Regions from separate parts of the Danio rerio genome. Here region 2 is linked to region 1. Evidence: chromatin contacts called from public Hi-C data. All regions are on one chromosome and are shown on one strand. Each heading gives the region's core, a stretch centred on a gene start, on an enhancer-like site or on the middle of the called end of the contact. The rest is flanking DNA. Distances are from core to core; before and after follow the strand shown. Region 1 overlaps ctnnd2a (catenin (cadherin-associated protein), delta 2a). Region 2 overlaps ctnnd2a (catenin (cadherin-associated protein), delta 2a).

Region 1 (6,997 bases), core at 4,434-6,933:
ATAACAATCACCAGCAATCTAGCCCATGCAGATCTTTAAAGAACTACAAATCTGCTACCACATTAACTACAAAATCCCATTATATTTTTACTAACACACCAGTTGCTGTTCACCCTGCTGATTAAACACACACAGCTGGTAAATCATCATAAAGGGTGATTACCTGCACTTTATATTCACCACTTACACACACTTTGCTGAGTCTTGTTCTTTGGATATCCTGTAGCATTACAAAGCAATAATCCTGTCTATTCTTTCCCTATTTAGATCCTTGGCTTGTTTTCCTGTTCTTGATTCTTTGCTGCCTAGCCTGACTGTTTGCCTGTTTTTGACTCCGATCTTGGATTACCTTTTTGCTTTTGTTTTGCTCCTGTTTTGACCATTGCCTGTCTGACTAGACTCATTAATAAAGGACTGCACATGGATCCTCACCCTGTTGTCCCAACCTATACGTTACAGTATGACTTTTACAATTATTTTGTTTTATTAGTCCATTGTATACACACAGCTCATTTAAAGTGGTCTAATTCAGAACAAAATGACTCACATTAACAGATTATTTTTGGTGAATCGAACCATGAAGTGTGAATCATATAGTAATCATCTGATTGCCGAACAATGTTATTAGTGTATTTCAAATACTGAATGAAGGACTCTTGTAAGCTGCTTCTTTTTAGTGAATCAAATCCAAACAGTATGTTTAGAATACATTTTGATTCCTAAACAAATGACTCTTATACTGCACGAGCTGGTTATTTTTAGTGAATCAAATGTAAGACCACAGACTGCTGCTTCATGCACAACTGAGTCTTAAAAAACATTTGCATGTTTGTATTTTGTGAATCTGATTCATGAACAAATTGCCTTTATTAACTATGTGGTATTATTTCTTTGTTTAATGAATCTAAACATGACAATTGAGACTTCCAAACAAATGACTCATATGACCTTTTTCATTTATAGTCTTAATTAGTCTGAATTATTATTATTTTTTTTAGTATTTACTGTTAGATTTACTGTAAATGAGTGTAATAACTGTTTTCTCTTTAAATATAAATTAATAATATACCACCAGTCAGTAGTATTTTATAAAACTAATGATTGAAATGTTACTTTGTTATAGTAAATGATTATAGTCACAAATCAATGACCATTTATGTCACATTTAAAGGTTATTAGTCTATTATACAGCAAATGAAAAAAATATTAAATACATTTTCCAAATATTCATACCTCAAAGAGCACTTCACTCCCCAGATATCTAGCATATTTTTTATTGATTGATTGATTGATTGATTTTTCTTGGAGAAAAACTGGCTTGACTGGCTTGAAACATTTCTGCTGAACAGAAGCTACATATCATTTCAGTGACCAACAGTTTTAACAGGCAAACTCAACAATAACCAAAAGGACACATTAATAGTGAAACCAGGGCTCTGAACTGCTCTCTCCACCCATGATGCTTTGCTTCTACAGTTTGTCATGTACCTCTAACCCAGGGTTTTTCAAAGTCTAAGACAGTGGGCCTCCCTTTTGACACAACTTATCCATTGGCGCCCCCCTCCTCCCAAACACACACACACACACACACACACACACACACACACACTTATATAGGTCTTTACATATATATATATATATATATATATATATATATATATATATATATATATATATATATATATATATATATATATATAAAGACACAGACAGATGTCAGACTGTTAACTCACTTTTATCATCATTTGCATGAAAGTGCAATTATTTACAGTGTAATAAGTATTTTAATATAATGTTTTTAAAACTAGGATGATGGTTCAATATGAATAGAACAGATCCAAGAACTGTCCACCCCAGTCAAAACAGTCGAAGTTTAGTGGGTCTCATGCTGTCATTAGCCAAAATATCTGAGAGGGTGCTCGCTGCAGAGCCATTTGAGGAGAGCTGAGCTCTAGCGAGGGTGAGCATGAGCTGTCGCTCCTCCTCCTGTAAGCTGTTTTAATGCGTACACCAACCCCACCCCTAACCCTAGCCCCAGTGACATCACTCGTAGAAGAAGTGCAAAAAAGGTGGAGCTCAAGCTTAAGCTCCCCCTAGCTGGAGCCCAGCTCTCCTCAAATGGCTCTGCAGCGAGCACCACTTGAAATATCTTGACAAACCACACATGAAGGTCGTGGTTCATCAGCTGGTCCGGTCCACGTAAATCCTAAACTCAAATACTGATCATCATATCGTCGTCTTTTGGGTTTAAGCCCTGAACTTGAAGGCTTTGAATCGGGGGGTCTCAGAAACCGATCCATTGTATTAGCAGGCATATACATGTATTGGCGGGCTTGCCAAACAGAAGCGAATTCACAGCTATGGCCTTCTGGGTAAAAAAGGTTTTCTTATTTTTGACGTATTATTTTTTTAGCTTTGTTTAATTAAAACGTTTAAAAATAATAAAAAATACATATAATAATTAAACTTAATTATATTTTTATTATATAATATTTTTTCCCGCGCCTCCCCTGACATGCTCTGGCGCCCCCCAGGGGAGGCGCGCCTCACACTTTGAAAACCCCTGCTCTAACCCATGTAAGCCCAGCCAAAGGCCAGTATTCTGTTAGAGGACAGGTAATCCTTCTGACTTCTGAACAACAATCCCACAGTGTTCCACAGAAGTCCAAATATCAAAGATTTCTGGAAACTTTCCGTGTCTTTATGGTGCTTCGATAGTCGAAATCACTTTAGGTTGCACTCAGGTCCCGGTGTAACTCCTTCATCAAAAAGAACACGTTGTGAGGGGTCAGTAACATGAGGTCCATGTCAAACAGCTCTGGGAGAACAGACAACACAACTGGGAAAATGAAAGTAGCAGAGATTTCACAAAACTTCAAGGGTATTTCCCAAATATTAAATGATTGGATTTTTGTTTAACAGGATCATGAACATTTTCCTTTTTTGTATTTATACTCATCTTTCAGTTCTTGCCAAGTACATGCTTGTTTCTGGTAAGTGGGATCATTTAAAATTAGTTTTTACTTTTCAATACTTTTAATCATGAATGAAACAGATTTTATTAATGAATGAATATTTTTAGTCTAAAAATGTAATGTCATGTTTTGTAAAATGTAATTTAAGTACAGTTTCACTAACATTATAAATATTTGTTTGTTTGTTTGTTTGTTTGTTTGTTTGTTTGTTTGTTTGTTTTTTGCTCCATTTTCAGCCTGTTCAAAGAAAACTATCATGCTTGAGAATATCTGCCAATTAACAGCTTTTACCAAAATTGGACATGCATCAACCAGAAATATGATGTCAAAGAGTCACTTATGTTTGGATACAGAAGGTCAAAAGGCTTTGAATAAAGTTTTTCAAAAAATAAGAGCACCAACACATAAATATGACCATATAGAGCAGAGGTGTGGTGGGGGTGGGGGTTGAGGTTGGGGGGCATTTCAGTGACTAACAATTCAAAGGAGGGCCATTTTAACAATCAAGCACAAGAAAAAAGTAATGTAATTGATGCACTCCCCAGAGTATCAAAGCTCCTTTTTGTTTCTTGTTGTACATATTGAAGGGGTAGTTTTAATTGCTACAAAAATACTACAATTAAATAATAGGCATAATAATATTAACAGCTTTTATGTCCCAATCAATTGTTGCTTAACCAAAAATAAGTTTAAAAAGTTTAACAGATAGAGTAAGAGCAGAATGCAGTTTGGGTGACTTTATTGACTTCACTAATTGTTCGTCCCAATTGTATCTTTCTTTTTTGTAAATCTACAACAAAGAGGGGAAAATTTACTTTAACATGTTCAATTTAGCCAGCAGTAAAATTTTACGGGTGCAAATGGCCCGCGGGCCAGCAGTTTGAGACCCCTGATATAGAGGCATTGTTGAACAATTAAATTAATTTAATTTAATTCATTTAAATTATTGTTGAAGGTCATAAAACATCTAAAGTTAGAATAAAACATAACAAAGACAGGGCATCTGATCTTTTAATGTGCATATTCAACATACTATTCCATCAAATAAAAATATAAATATAGCCATTACCATGATTGTGACGCAATTAAAATTCCACACATTGTGGTGTTTTGGCCTCAATGGCCTTCTATAATTGGAGGGCAGGAGCTGTTTGAAGGTGAAGCAAGAAAACCTATTATTTATTTATCAGATCCCAAATGTGCATTTAGTAAAATGAGTCCCTTCTGATTTCCCATTTACTCCTCCAGGGTCAAGTTCATAATAAGTTTGCCACCTAGTGGCAAGATTCTTATTTGCTAAGTGCTCTTGAAGAACGTCAATGAAGGACATTTTCTGCATGGTCAATTTCTAATTAAGATACAATCAATTCAATAATCATAGTGTACACAAACCAAGACAACATCCATAAACATAATTTTTTTATGATGTCCCGCACCACTTTACCAGGTATCCAATATCGCTGTAAGAGTGCGCACACATTTACAGTTGATTACAATCACTCAATGGATTTGATTCTAGGTCAGTGTTCGCAAACTACCGCCTGTTAAACTTCATTAGGGATTCATCGACAACACAGAGTGAATAAACAACGTGTCAGAAAACCAAACAAACCGCACACAGACAGAAACACAAACACACAAAATGAACTAAACACCATCCGAAGCAAAGCTGTAGCCCAGATTAAATCAAGGCACTGCTAGTGTAGTGGATGTAGGATCATTTAGGCAGTATTTAATGACATACTGTCTGTGCTAATTAGCATACATACATTAATTCTTTCATTTTCCTTCTGCTTAGTCTCTCTTCAGAGGTCGCCACAGTGGAATGAACCACCAACTACAGTATTCCAGCATGTTTTACTCAGCAGGTGAACTTCCAGCTGCAACCCAGTATTAAAAAACCCTCATACACACTCATGTACACACGTCATCATACACTACGGACAATTTTGTTAACCCAATTCACCTACACCGCATGTATTTGGACTGTGGGGGAAACCGGAGCACCCAGAGGAAACCCATGTGAACATGGGGAGAACATTTAAACTCCACACAGAAATGCCAACCTACACAGCCAAGACTGAACTGAACCACTGTGTCACCTAATTTGCATACTGTACAATTTTATTTTTATTTTACATTAGAGGTTTTCAGTATACCTTTTGGCAATTATGTTACTCTAAAAATACTGCTAACAGCTTGAAAAATAAAAATAATTGTAGAATAAAATGTATATATACTGCTTTAAAAACCTTTTCAAATATAGATATGAATAAACTGTCATGCTAGGTGTATGTATGCTCTGTTGAAGTTGAGATTTGGGGATAAAAAAAATAAAAAAAGTCTTTAAAAATATATATTGTAACTCAAAATTACAAACACAAATTGATTTTAAAAAGTGTATTTCAGATGTTTTCTTTAAAATAGACACACCAAAAAAAAAATAAAATAAAAAAAAAACACATGAAAAGCCAAAGAGTCCAAAATCTGAAAATTGTCAGGTGCAAGAAAAAGCAGTGTTTTTCTTTTAACAGACAAACATGAGGTTGCAGCTCTGAAAGGGACAGCAAACCGGCGCTGCGGTCGAAGCAGCCGGGTCGAGATATGGGGGAGGGTGCGGGGTGATTTTTTCACAGAGGAAACAGCCTGCCCGCTTTCTGGTCGCTGTAGTGATCCACTCAACACTGACAACATTATGCTGTTCTTCCCCGAGGCCAACCATTACTGACAGGCCCCGGAGGCCTCGCACCGCACACGTGTCTGCTCCATGTGTGACATATTCATTTTTCTTTGTTCGTTCTCTCTTGCTCACACTCCTTTTTCACTCCCTGGCCCACATGCGAACGCTGCCAAATTCATATGGTGCTCATCTGTTTGCGAGTGCATATATAAGTAGCTATGTTTCCATCCAAAGCTGGGAATGTATTTTATGAGCAAAATTTAAATATTGCATATTACATTTTACTTGTTAAAGTGAAAAAAAATCCCACTTTCTAGGAAACCAGCGTAATATGCAAATAATAAACATTATGGTTTCTGCAAGCTGATAAGAAATTATAGCTCTTTTTTCATTAGATAAATGATGCAGCTCAGAGAGTGTTTGTGAAAACGATTGCTCAAGACCTAAGGATGTAACTATACAAAATAATTTTGACTATGGATTTTTGCATTTGCTGAATTATTGAGAGGGGCCTGAATGCAGACTCGGTGCAGTTGCATGCAATGCTTTTAATGTGCACACTTAACCCCACCCTTAACCCTAGCCCTCACAGTGACGTCACTGGCTCGAATATATGCACTGTGTCTGACATTGCAGGCCCTATCCTACACCCAGCACAATAAGGTGCAAGACGTGTTTGTCCATTTGTGCCACTTTGTGGACTCATGGGTGTGCTTGTCTATAAAGGACGTGTGTTAAGGCACATTGTTGGCACGTTGCTATTTTGAGGAACTAAAATAGACTACGCCATTGACCAAGTAAAAGCTGGTCTAAAGCCCTGCGCAGAGTGCGTTAGGTATGCATCTATGTGGGTCCAAAAGCTTACACATTGCTTAATAACAAAATTATAGGTAACACTTTATAATAATTACACACTATGAATCATTTATTAAGCATTAGCAAATAGTTATTATTGTTACAATTATTAAATAAATTATTATTTTCTACATGAATAAAAAAACTACTCCCTCCATGCCTTCTTCACCACGGGGTGCTTTTTCAGTTTATTCATGACACTTTACATTCATGTAATATTATTATTATTATTATTAGCAGTATTATTTATTATCTGCACATTTATATTTGTTTGAATAAAAACAAGTTTAGATTTGTTCACTTGTCAGGTTTTGAGGAATATAACGTGTGTTTGAATATAAGTTGTTTGACCACACTTTGTTATTATTGTTTAGTTATTTGTTTGCTGGAAATTAGAACTGAATTCAGAAATAGTTTTGAAACAAATCTGTGCTTAACAAACTAAATTAAATATGTAGGCTAAAGGATGTCTTCAGTGGAGTGTGTA
Region 2 (6,325 bases), core at 1,896-4,395, 39 kb after region 1:
GCTTGATGCCTCATTATGAATGCACACTGACAACATCCATCCATCAGCCCTCCCACCCAAATAACTCCAGCCATGTTCAGAGACTGGAGAGCGTTTATTTAAAATGCACTCGTCAACCTCATAATGTCAGTTTTAATGGGTGGTTACATACAGTATGGGTGATTCCAGAATTACGGATACATTTCGCATCTCCAAGATAAACCTTCTATTGTTTATGAGTTCCGAGTGATACTGACAAAAAAATAAAGGGATATGCAATTTTGTATCAACTTTAGATGGATTTCAGCTGATTTAGGATGCCAAGAAAAGTCAACAAAAGTCATGTTAAGTGTATTGTAGGCACAGTGTAAGATTCAATGATAACACAGCAAATGATTCAACTAAAATCAAACCATATTAATAACAATCAAATCACCAGTCCCTTCTTACTAACATGTGAGGCACATAAAAAGGGAGAATCTGAAAGAGAAAAGTCACACGCAGAGAGACAAAATGGGGAAAATGAAGGTGAGAAACAGGGCGAGGGGCTGGAAAATTTGACAGAAGGTGCAGACAGACCTGTTGTCACCCTGGCTAAAATAAGGCTGCCAGGTTGTAACTGTCTATATGCCTCTGTCTCATCAGGGCTTGGCGCTTTTACTGGCAAACAAGGCTCTGTTGCTCCAGCATGAACCCGAGAGCAGTTCTGGCAAGCCAGTGAATAGGAACTGATTGAGCCTTGGAGTTGTTATCCATCCTCTGTCTGATGGCCCAACCTGGCTGAAAATGGCTGGAAAAGTGGGCCTGTGCGAGAGACAAGGCTTTTGGTATATGTCTTCTCTAGTTGGTTTATTGTCATTTCACTCTGGCGAGGCAAGACAAAAACAAAATATCCTATATTCTCACTATGACAGGCCAATATGATGCTCTGCCTACCTTTAATATTGACAGTCCACCAGGACACTGACTCACCGCCCACCTGTGACATCACATATCCTTCGGGAACGTGGTTTATTGCTGATTTTAGATTCACAACAAGCGAAGCGAAGGCTACAGCTTTATGATGCGAGTGCGAGTGCTGGTACATTTTGCATGTGCATTTGAAAAATTGCCATGTCAAACAAACAGGTAACTATGGAACTTAATTTATCAAAGGTACAAAAAAGTGTGAAAGACTATTTATAAGTTTCTTTTATATGCTTTTATTCAAATTAAAAATATCAATAATAATAAATAATGAAATAAAATTAAACAAAAAAAGCGAAATTTTCAGGATATTGAAATTGGCCATTCCAAACCTGAGCAATAAAAATAAACAAATAAATAAATGAAGGTTCTTTTCTCCAATCACTTTACTTCCATAAAACACAAACAAAAAAATTCTAAAAAAGACAATAAAATATAATAACACAATAAAAAATTGTCATAATGTATTATACAACACGTATGTTGTCAGAGTTATTGTGTTAAAATATGGGGGAATACATATATTTTTAATTTTCTGTTTAACAGAAATTTATTTTCTGTTAAATAATTTTACTGTATATATGATATTTCTGTTTGAATTAAATAAATTAACTTATATTAAAAAAATTCAATTCTAACCTAATTTCATAAAATGAAGTGTGTGACATCCATATCAGAGCAATAATATTATCTAATACAAAAATAAATAAATGCAAATGATATTAGAGAACACAAAAGTTATTTTTCCAACTCATTTTACTTCTTTAATGTTATGCATTTCTCAGCGAAATAGGCTTTTATTAAAAAAATAATAATAATAAATAAATAAAAAGTGGTGAATTGTGTAGGACTTCCGTTCAGCAAAATGAGTTGTTTTTTTGATGCACCGCGATGCAGATGTGGATAATTTGGTATCAGTTCATTAATAGATTATCACCAGTGATTAAGTACTGATGTCATTTATCTCATATGTGCGATGTAACAGTAGAATACTGTTCAAAAGAGGCTAGGGTAAGTAATTAAAATACCCCAACTTCAATAAAACTGACAACCGTGCACAATTTACAGCATGTGAGTTTGCTGGACAGTCTTTCACTGACAATGAAGTACAGCAGAGCCAGGGGACACTATTTCACTTCTAGGGAGAAAATGAAAGCTCTTCTCTCTGCCTTTCTCTCACTTTGGACCTTTAAACTGCTGGCATGTTTGTAGGGTAACTTTCCTCTCCTCTATTGCTATTAAAGTGATACTTGTGGATCCTGACACGAGTGTGTCTGTACAGCAAGTTTTCTCCACTGCGTCTATTATGGATCAGTTGTGATAGTTGCACAATGTGTGCTTTATTACGCGCATACAGACTGTTACCAAGCATTTTTCAGTGTCCGTGTCACTCATCAATGAACAGCAATGACCGTATTAGAGTCAATCGCAGCCATTTCTGTTGAGCGTGTGAACACAATGACCAATCATAGGAATGTAAGAACATGCTAGACAACGCTCAGAAAGCATTTACATTAGTTTAGTTGCTATAAATGCTCAGGTTGCCTTCTGTGATTGTGTTTAAGTTTTTTGTTTGTTTTGCATTCAAAAAGAGTTTTTTTTTTAAGCAGGTAAAATTAAAGGTACAGTTCATTTATACCACTGCTTTATTAAACTGTATTACATATAATATACTGTATAAATATAAATATATGTTTTAAAAATTATTCAAGAATTCTTGTTATGAAGGAAAAAATATTATTGTGGATGGAAAGCATTGTCAATGCACCGTGATGCATCGAGATATAAAATTGAACCGCATTGATGACATGATAATCGTAACTGAACCAAATTGTGAGACCAATGCAAGTTCACACTCCTAATAAACACAACTAAAATATGGCTTTAAATTTTAATGAATGATTTACCTGAATTTCTCACAATGTATACTGACAACATAAACACAATCTATTCTAAGATCACCTTGATTTCCCTTCAAACAAACAACATATTAAATCCATTCCACAAGAGACACAAAAAGCATGCCAGAAATAAATGGTCAGCTCCCTGCTTCTCTCAGAACAGTCGTCTTGCTCATGGAAACCCAAAAGAGTGGGCTGAACGTGTTAAGGGGGAAAATCTGTACAGTCTCTCTCTCTCTCTCTCTATCTCTCCCTCCTACTCTCCCAGTCATTTCCCTGCATATTGCGCATGTGGAAGCGCTGGTTCTGGGCATGAAGTCTGGCAGCCACACTGCCCTCCTGCCCACGCGGCTCCTCCACTCTGTCCCTGTGTTAATGCTGCAGGACGCCAGCCAAGAGCCCGCATGCAACAAATAAACAAACCACAACAATCCAAACAGCCGGGGCAGATATTGGAAAGAGTCACGGGTCGCCCTGCAAAGAGCTGCAATTATCCAAAGGAGGAAAAACAGAGACAAAACGATTCCTCTTTCTCAACTCTCTTTATGCTTCAAAAATGCTCTATTTTAGATGGACAAACCCTACTGCTAGGTTTTTCAATAACAGTACATTTTGTAATCCAATATTTGCCCACATTTGACCTAAGTATATTGTGTCATCGTGCGACTGATCTTAAAGCCTGTTTTCCAAAGACATTGTAACCTAAATATCACATGAAAGTTGGTGTTGATCCAAAGTACTCTCAGTAATCATTTAAGTCTAATGTATAATATCGTGAGATTACAAAATGATAAGGACAATAGGCAGATTACACCTGTTGCTTTTTTCAAGTGTAGTCCCATACAGAAGTCTGATAGACTTTATGGCCATATATGAACATACATTCATTCATTCCTTTTCCTTCGGCTTATTCCCTTATTTATCAGGGGTCACCACAACAAAATGAACCGGTAACTATTCTGGCATATGTTTTATGCAGCAGATGCCCTTTCAGCTGCAACCCAGTACTGGGAAACACCCATACACTCTCACATTTACCCACGCACTCATACACTATGGTCAATTTACTGCAGTGCATCCAATTTACATACACCGCATGTATTTGGACTGTGGAGAAAACCCCACCCGGAGAAAACCCACACCCAGCGGAAACCCACACCAACATGGGGAAAACATGCAAACTCCACACAGGAGATTCAAATTAGTGACCTTTTTGCTGTGAGGTGGCAGTGCTAACCACTAAGCCACTGTGTCACGACGATGAACATTCTTTCATTCATTCATTCATTTTATTTTCGTCTAAGTCCCTTTATTAATCTGGGGTCGCCATATATATATGTGTGTGTGTGTGTGTGTGTGTGTGTGTGTGTGTGTGTGTGTGTGTGTGTGTGTGTGTGTGTGTGTGTGTGTGTGTGTGTGTGTGTGTGTGTGTGTGTGTGTGTGTTTGTGTGTGTGTGTGTGTGTGTGTGTGTGTGTGTGTGTGTGTGTGTGTGTGTGTGTGTGTGTGTGTGTGTGAAATCTAAACATGAACTTGTATGTTATTTGTGTAATTTGAATATATTGGCATATATCAAATTTCTATACGGGGTGTGATTTTAATTGAAGGTGTTGTACTTTATCATACACTAGTACTTTACAATATATTGTACAATCTATTACTATTATTAACATCTAAATTATAATATATATTATAGGTGGGCATAGATTAATATTTTTTTATCTAGATTAATCTAGATTAATCTTGGAAAATGGCTCATTTGAATTCTGCCGAAGGCATTCAGAATATGTGTGCTACCCAAATAATAAGTCTTTAAGAATGGGTTTCTCAAGCCAGGTGGCTCATTAGACCAGGGGCTCTTCTCATGTTTCCAAAATGCATCACAAACTGCTTGAGAAACTGTTCTACTATGATAATTGGTATTGAAAATAAATTATGTTCAGTAAAATGTATTTGTGTTTACTAACTGTTTATTCAGTTAAATCTGAATTTTGAACTGTTTTGTAGGTCTAAATAAGCTCGAAATAGTGATTTTTTTATTACCTTAATCCAACTATAGTCATAACTGAACTCAACAGAAATTAAATTAAGACATGTGGAGTATGCTCATATAAGAGACACTATTGAGGTAAACACCCCGATCAGTAAACACCTTCGTGTAGGACTTTTCGTCACATTTTCCGTCAAGATCCACTCACGCGTCTGTCAGTAAAGGGCCGCACACACACAGACAAACACATACACAAACACATCCCGAAACACAGAAGTTTTTTTCTTTCTATTTGGTGTGCGTTAATAAATTCCATAACACTCTCACCAGTCCTTACTTCTTATTTGAGTCTAATATCCCAGTTTGTCACGAGGCATGAATGAAATGTTCATGAGTAAAAGTGCAGTTAAAGTCAGGCATTCTGCTGATTTGATTCAGAAGGGCACTTTTTTGTCAGACGGCTCACTGCTGAGGTAAACATCCGTGCTAAAATATCAAGGTGAAAGTCAACATAGCTTGCGTAGAATAGACCCAGCTCCCAACCCAACTGAGAATAGATTAACGCAACTACATATAAGAGCCCGTATGCTGTATTTGTGCTTATAAAGACACCCATGTTGGCTTTTTCTACATTAACAAGTGAATATATTGTATTTTAAAGCAACTGCATTGTCCAATTGACTTTTTTTGTTTACAAACATTCAAAATGTTGTATTTCGCACAACAAAAGCAATGCATTGCTGAAGTAGGCTTCTTCTACATTCAGGCACATTCATATATTATGTTTTGAACAGCATAACAATTAGTGATGCAACATTATGGGTTTTGGTTGTACGATATAGTCTGAAGAATAATCATGCTTTCACGGTGATCACGTCTAATGTAATTTAGAACAACAAGCTTTATATAAGGGAAGTAGCTACTTAGATTAACCGTTGTTACCATCTGGGTTCATGCGTATGTAATCATTTTAGTAATAATTCGTCTAACATATATTTTGTTTGCATTGCACTGAAAGGCACAACTCTCACCGTGAGATGTTTTCTACTGCGTGCGCCCGGACAGAGGCAAGCGTGTTGCTCCACTGGTGTGCGCATTTTGTCATTCTCATTAGAAATACCAAACTTGTAAGCGGAAAAGACATGATGTGGGTACGGCCGCTGCTATAGTTAATCTGATGTGTGTGTACATACTTGGAACTTTAAACTAGCGCACAGTTGGCAACTTGTCATAACTTTTCCTAGCAACAGAAATGTGGCTTAGAGAAGCCTTTACGATTAATTAACTGTGACAAATTAAAGCGCAGTTAATAGTGAAATCAGCTAATCGTTTCATCCCTATTAATGATTACAGTGCATTGTACAAAGGGCATTTTCTACAAAACATACCTAAATGTTTTCGGCTGTTCGCGCCACTCGCTTATGGTGAATCACGCTCTGCGCAGCCTCTGCAGCTCATACTGAATTGAACAGACGCATGTCACTTCATAGC

The links. Hi-C and Micro-C count contacts between places; a contact is called where the count stands out from the background.
Region 2: a Hi-C map of hematopoietic stem cells shows a contact between it and region 1, with 1.9 times the contacts expected there. The contact joins two enhancer-like sites. A contact is called at or near these places in 5 of 18 Hi-C or Micro-C datasets (embryo, hematopoietic stem cells and an unstated tissue) and 1 of 4 datasets of contacts at active chromatin or transcription factors (caudal fin).

Annotation. Positions count from the first base shown.
Region 1 is chr24:26,532,643-26,539,639 of GRCz12tu, forward strand. The region is part of intron 2 of ctnnd2a (catenin (cadherin-associated protein), delta 2a); the gene reads right to left. Among named protein-coding and RNA genes, the nearest start is that of ctnnd2a, 82 kb to the right of the region's middle. Within about 2 kb of position 5,684, at least 10 of the 62 cell types and tissues checked have an H3K27ac peak or open chromatin away from gene starts, as enhancers often do.
Region 2 is chr24:26,574,411-26,580,735 of GRCz12tu, forward strand. The region is part of intron 1 of ctnnd2a (catenin (cadherin-associated protein), delta 2a); the gene reads right to left. Among named protein-coding and RNA genes, the nearest start is that of ctnnd2a, 41 kb to the right of the region's middle. Within about 2 kb of position 3,146, at least 4 of the 62 cell types and tissues checked have an H3K27ac peak or open chromatin away from gene starts, as enhancers often do.